Regions from separate parts of the Sus scrofa genome. Here region 2 is linked to region 1. A link is a contact called in public HiChIP or PLAC-seq data. All regions are on one chromosome and are shown on one strand. Each heading gives the region's core, a stretch centred on a gene start, on an enhancer-like site or on the middle of the called end of the contact. The rest is flanking DNA. Distances are from core to core; before and after follow the strand shown.

The links. HiChIP or PLAC-seq counts read pairs in DNA pulled down with a chosen protein or histone mark.
Region 2: an H3K27ac HiChIP or PLAC-seq map of alveolar macrophages shows a contact between it and region 1. The contact joins two enhancer-like sites. A contact is called at or near these places in 1 of 47 Hi-C or Micro-C datasets (embryonic fibroblasts) and 1 of 2 datasets of contacts at active chromatin or transcription factors (alveolar macrophages).

What each region holds. Positions count from the first base shown.
Region 1 is chr10:40,631,669-40,634,998 of Sscrofa11.1, reverse strand. No RefSeq gene overlaps it. Among named protein-coding and RNA genes, the nearest start is that of MAP3K8, 110 kb to the left of the region's middle. Within about 2 kb of position 1,893, at least 13 of the 83 cell types and tissues checked have an H3K27ac peak or open chromatin away from gene starts, as enhancers often do. A contact at or near this core is called in alveolar macrophages, where this site is marked.
Region 2 is chr10:41,259,351-41,262,632 of Sscrofa11.1, reverse strand. All of the region lies in intron 3 of SVIL (supervillin), which reads right to left. Among named protein-coding and RNA genes, the nearest start is that of SVIL, 85 kb to the right of the region's middle. Within about 2 kb of position 1,957, at least 1 of the 83 cell types and tissues checked has an H3K27ac peak or open chromatin away from gene starts, as enhancers often do. A contact at or near this core is called in alveolar macrophages, where this site is marked.

The sequences.
Region 1 (3,330 bases), core at 644-3,143:
GTTTTTGGATACTGGTTTTATATCCTGACCATTCTTTAGGCAGTCTTCCTATTTATTGTTTTTTTTTTTAGTGGTTGCACCCAATTTCATCAAATAATATCCCATAATTTCCTTAATCTTCTCCAACCTTTAGATTTACATGTTGTTTACAAGTTCTTTGTGATTATAGATACTCCTGCTGGAAATCATTTTGCACCTTCAACCCTTTCCTTTGAGCTATTTCTTTAGGCTAAGTTTACGGGTGTGGGTTAAAGGAAATGACTATTTTTTTATGGTTCAATATTTTGCCAAATTGCCCTTTAATGGAGTGTGGAAAGCCTAAACCTGAAGCTGACATGTGCTTATTACTGATAGCTTACCTAGCATCTCACGATGGGGTATCCAGTCTACCAGAGTCAATGGCTTTGTGACGTAACCCAATTGTACGTTAAAAGGAACAGGTGGCCATTTGGCGTGATGGCATGCGGTTTTGTGTCAGGTCTCTGTGACTTGCTTTAACTCCTGCCATTAATTCTCTTGTCGACATGCACGAGGGAAGCTCCTTGGGAAGGAAGGTGGAAGTAATCCCCTGGGAATCACCCTCACTATGGTCACAGCGAGAAACACACCTTGTGCCTTACGGGTGGTAACTGGGTACCCCTCTCCATGTCACACAAAGCAAATTATTATGACCCCCCCCCCCAGCATCTTGCCGTGGTGGTTAATCCCATGCTCGCTATGTACAGGGAACAGTGTTATTCCCTTAATATCTTCTTAATCCTCACTACCCTACTAGATGGGTCGTGCTGTTCTCAGTCCCATTGCGTAGACGAGTTCATGAAGTCTCTGGGAGATTAAATAACTGTTCGAACTTTTGCCAGTGGTAAGTGTTGAGCCAAGAGTTGAAGGCAGGTGGGTGTGGTCAGACGGAGGCCAAGCCCTAAAGGACTGGACTGCCCATCATGATGCATGTGAGGGACTGAAGGGCCAGGCTTTGCTGAGATGATAGTTTCATAAAGATACCAGCGTAGGGAGTTCCCATCGTGGTTCTGCAGTAATGAACCCGATGTATCCATGAAGACATGGGTTCAATCCCTGGCCTTGCTCAGTGGGTTAAGGATCTGGCATTGCAGTGAGCTATGGTGTAGGTCAAAGACGCCACTGGGATCTGGCATTGCTGTGGCTGTGGTGTAGGCTGGCAGCAACAGCTCCAATTCGACCCCTAGCCTTCAAACTTCCATATACCATGGGTGTGGGCCTTAAAAAAAATAAAATAAAATAAAGATACCAACATGGTAGATCATTTGCTCCTCCTGAAAAATGGCCAGAAGAAATCACAGCTCCACAAGGAAATGTTTTACCACCAGGTAAACAGCTTCGGACCAGCAGATGAAATAATTCATGGTCCAGTTAAGTTTTGCGTAAGTTGGCCAGGTCTGTGCCTGTGGTCCGCTCTGGCCACATGCACTGCTTCACAGGCCCTGCACGTGTTTGGCACGTCCCTACTTTCCCTTCCTCGTGCTCTCTCCCCAGACAGAGACGGAAACACCACGTTCTGGGAGGCTCCAAAACATCCTTCTTTTAATGTAAGATATGGACACAATAAGACTGTGCGGAAAGGAGGAGTTCCCTGGTGGCTCGGCAAGTTAAGGAGCTGGCGTTGTCACAGCTGTGGCTTAAGTTCAATCCCTGGCCCAGGAATTTCCACACCCTGCTGATGCGGCCAAAAAAAAAAAAAAAAAAAAAAAAAAAAAAAAACTGTATAGAAAGGTCACGCAAATAACACTGGAATTTAGTAATGTTTCTAAAAATGGAGCTCTGAAAGATTTAATATGCTAAGTCACTGTGACTCCCAGAGTAAAACACAGAGCTGTGGTGGTGGAGGTGTCTTACAGGAAGTGTGAATACAACAAATATAAGAGAACCGCCCAGTTTGGTCTCCAAGGACAAAGCTCTCCCCGTGATGTTGGCTTAGTGTGTGGAGTGAGCAGAGACCTTTGAAAATGGTGTATTCGGTTGTGGGGAAGTTGGAGGGTTACTATTTGAATTTGACCTTGAGGAGGTAGAGAAACCAGAGTCTGTGCTGGACGTGGTTCCACAAGTTGTACTTTCTCAGAAACAGAAAGAACTGGCTTATTTGCTTCTAAGTGCTGGCCTTGACCTTGGCCCTGTGAAAGCATGCGAAGGTCCATCAGGTAGCCTATGATACCTACTTTTAAGGAAATTTGAGCAGTCTGGGAAGACCCAGGTGCATATAAAGATATAATTCTTGGAAACAGCACTGCACGGTGAGGCCAGAGGCTGCCCCGGGTGCCGTGGACCTGGCCTCTGGGGCCAGATGTGCTGGTTAATCATTCAATCTTCTGTACCTCAAATTTTTTTTTTTTTGGTCTTTTTAGGGCTGCACCTGTGGCATATGGAAGTGCCCAGGCTAGGGGTTGAATCAGAGCTGCAGCTGCCAGCCTACCCACAGCCAAGCAACACAGGATCCTTAACTCACTGAGCGAGGCCAGGGATCGAACCTGCATTCTCATGGATCCTAGTCAGATTTGTTACCACTGAGCCAGGACAGGAACTCCCTGTACCTCACTTTTAATTTGTGAAAGGAGAAATCGTCTCCCTCAGGTTGCCTTCAACATTCTCTATAACATAGGATTTCTTTTAGAGTAGCTGCTATTTGAGTTCCTATTGTGGTTCATTGGTAATGAACCTGAGGATGCCGGTTTGAGCCCTGGTCTCACTCAGTGGGTTAAGGATCCAGTGTGGCTGTAAACTGTAGTGTAGGTTGCAGACATGGCTCGAATCCCGTGTTGCTGTCCCTGTGACATAGGCTGGTAGCTGCAACTCCGATTCGACTCCTGGCCTGGGAACCTCCACAGGCCATGGATGCGGCCCTGAAAAGAAAATAAAGAGTAGCTGCTGTGTATTGAACCCTCCCTGGACCAGTACGTGTATCAATAGACCCAGGGACCAAGGGATGTAGCTCCAGCCTTTATTCCCATTTTACGGAGGAGGAAACTGAGGCTCCAGGAGATGAAGGGATTTGCTCTTGTAAGCCCCAGCCCAGATCTGATCGCATGTGAAGCCTCAAACCACTGTGTTGCCCAACTGCTTGGGGACAGTGAGTCATCTGGGTGAAGGAAGGAGGGAGGGTGTCCGGGTGGGGCCAGCAGTCTGGCCAGGATGAGATGTAAGGGGACGAGACGGTCTGGCGGCTCAGGGACAGTGGGCAAGACCGCCCCTGGCTGGAGTGATGGGTTTGCACACTGATCTGTATCAGCGTGCTCCCAGCTCACCTTCCGGCACGTCAAAGGAATACCCACCCCGTACCTGACGCCAGAAGCACCAGAA
Region 2 (3,282 bases), core at 708-3,207, 630 kb before region 1:
GCCACAACATGAACTCCAGCAATGAAGTAATTTCATGTGTACAGCAAAGTGATGCAGTCATACACACATACATATATATATATATATATATATACACACATACATATGTGTGTGGATACATATATTCTTTTTCAGATTCTTTTCACTATAGGTTATTATAAGATATTGACTACAGTTCCCTGTGTCCTTGTTGTTATTGATTTTTATGTATAGTAGTATGAATCTTTTCAAATTCCCAGTTATCCTTCCTCACCCCCCCCCCTTACCCTTTGGTAACCATAAATCTGTTCTCTATGAGTCTGTTTCTGTTTTGGAAGTAAGTTCCTTTGTATCAATCTTTCTTAGATTCCACATTTAAGATATCTGCCTTTGTCTGACTGACTTCACTTAGTACAAGACTCTCTAGGTCCATTATTGTTGCTGCCAGTGGTGTTACTTCATTCTTTTTTATGGCTGAGTAATATTCCATCGTATCCATAGACCACATATTTATCCATTCATCTGTGCATGGACACTTAGTTTGCTTCCATGCCTTCCTTGGCTATTGTAAATTGTGCTGCTATGAACACTGAGGCGCAGGGATCTTTCCAAATTAGAGTTTTTATCTTTTCTAGATAAATGTTCAATCATATAGTAACTCTATTTTCAGTGCTTAGAGGAACCTCCATACTGTTCTCCATAGTGGTTGCACCAACTTACATTCCCACCAACAGTGTAGGGGGTTCCCTTTTCTCCATACTCTCTCCAGCTCAGATGAAGATTTTTAAACAATTTTAACTAATTTTGCAAAAGCATGCGAATGAAATCCTTCTCTCAGCTTCTTCCCAATCAAAACATCAAAGAAAATCAAAACCATCAGAGGACAAAGCATGAGGCCCCTTCTCTGGACCCCAGCCTAGCAATTCCCTCCTGCCCCACTTAACCTACAATAGGCAGCTCCTCAGATGCAGGACTTATACCTGTAAAGCATTGGCTCTAAGGAGGAGGTGGCCTTCAAACCCCACCACCATGGAGTAGTTCCGCCAAGCAAGAAGGGACCCAGGAGCAATTTCCCCCAGGGTGTGGCTCAGCAGAACCTTAGGCACAGGTGCCTCACTGCCTCCCCGCCCTCATTCGCATCCCTCCTCAACCCACTCAGGTCTGGAGTCCTCATGGCTGAACTCCTCTCAAGGTCATGGACATCTGCCTTGGCGATTCCAGCAGACACTTCATCCTCCAATCACTGACCTCTCAGTCCCACCAGCTCTGTGGTTCCTCCCTCCTTCCAAAATCAGGGGCCTGGTGCTCTCCCATTTCCTGCCTCCCTGGCTGGCTGCCAGGAATAGACATGCTCCACAGCAGTGACTGAGGCCACAACAGTGACAATGGCGGATCCTTAACCCACCAAACCACCAATGAACTCTTTTTTCTCTTTTGTCTTTTTAGGGCCATGTCTTATGGAGGTTCCCAGGCTAGAGGTCGAATCGGAGCTATAGGCACCAGCCTACTCCACAGCCATAGCAACACCAGATCCAAGTGGATCAACACCAGATCCACTGTAACTCATGGCAATGCTGGATCCTTAATCCACTGAGTGAAGCCAGGGATCGAACTTGCATCCTCAGGGATACTAGTCAGGTTCACTACTTCTGAGTCACCACGGGAACTCCAAGAACTCCATTTTGGGTTAACTTTTGTATCAAGCATAAGGTTCAGTCCAACTTTATTCTTTGGCGTGTTGACATCCAGTTGTCCTAGACCATTTGTTGAACAGACTGTATGCCAGTGAACTGTCTCGGCTAATTGGATCTGTGACCTACACCACAGCTCATGGCAATGCCAGGTCCTTAATCCACTGAGCAAGGCCAGAGATCAAACCCAAGTCCCTGTGGATACTAGTCATGTTCATTACTGCTGAACCATGATGGGAACTCCCCAGAACCACTGTCTTGATTACTGCAGTTTTGCATATAGTTTTGAAATCAGGAAGGGTGAGTCTTTCAATTCTGCTCTTTTTCAAGACTGATATAGCTCTGCTGAGTCCCTTAAATGTCTATATGAATTTTAGAGTCAGCTTGTCAATTTCTGCCAAGAATCCATCTAAGATTCTGATAGAGACTGAACTGAAACTATGGTTAGGGAGTTACACTGAAACTCAACTGAGAGAGTATCACCATTTCAATAATAGTAAGTCACCTGACTCATGAACACAGGATGTTTTTCCACTTATTTAGGAATTTCTTCAATGTCTTTCAATATTTTGCAGTTTTAAGAGCATGTTTTAAACTTCTTTAATTACATTTACTCCTAAGTACAGGCAGACCTCATTTAACTATACTTCACTTTATGGCACTTCGCAAATATGGCATTTTTTACAAAGAGAAGATTTTTGTGGCAACTCTGCATTGAGCAAGTCTATTGGTGCCATTTTCCCAACAGCATTTGCTCATTTTATGTCTCTGTGTTACATTTGGGTACTTCTAGCAATATTTCAAACTTTTCTAAAATTATTGTTGTATTTGCTATTGCAGTTTGTGACCAGTGATCTTTGTGTGTGTGTGTGTGTGTCTTTTTGCCATTTCTAGGGCCGCTCCCATGGCATATGGAAGTTCCCAGGCTAGGGGTCCAATCAGAGCTATAGCCACCAGCCTGCATTGCCAGAGCCACAGCAATGCAGGATCCGAGCTACGTCTTTGACCTACACCACAGCTCATGGCAATGCCGGATCCTTAACCCGCTGAGCAAGGCCAGGGATCAAACCCGCAACCTCATGGTTCCTAATTAGATTCGCTAACCACTGAGCCACGACGGGAACTCCTGATCAGTGATTCACTACTGCAAAAAGATTACAACTTACTAAAGGCTCAGAGGATAGTCAGCATTTTTTAGCAGTAAAACATTTTAAAATTAAGGCATGTGCATTGTTGTTTTTGACCTAATGTTGTTGCATACTTCATAGACTACAGTGTAAACATAACTTTTATATGCATAGGGAACCCAAAATATTCATGTGACCTGCTTTATCCAGATACTTTATTGCAGGGGTCTGGAAGCAAACCGCAGTATCTCCAAGGTATGCTTGTATTTCATTCGTTTTTGTGCTATCGTGACAGGAATGATTTTCTGAATTTCATCTCACGTTGCTCATTACACGTGTACAGCATTACAATTGATTTTTGTATATTAATCTTGTAGCTAGCAACGCTTCTGAACATGTCTGTTCGTTCTAACAGTTTAGTAGATGCCTTAAGATTTTCCATACCCAAGATCACGTCATCTGCAAATACAGACAGTTTCACTTCT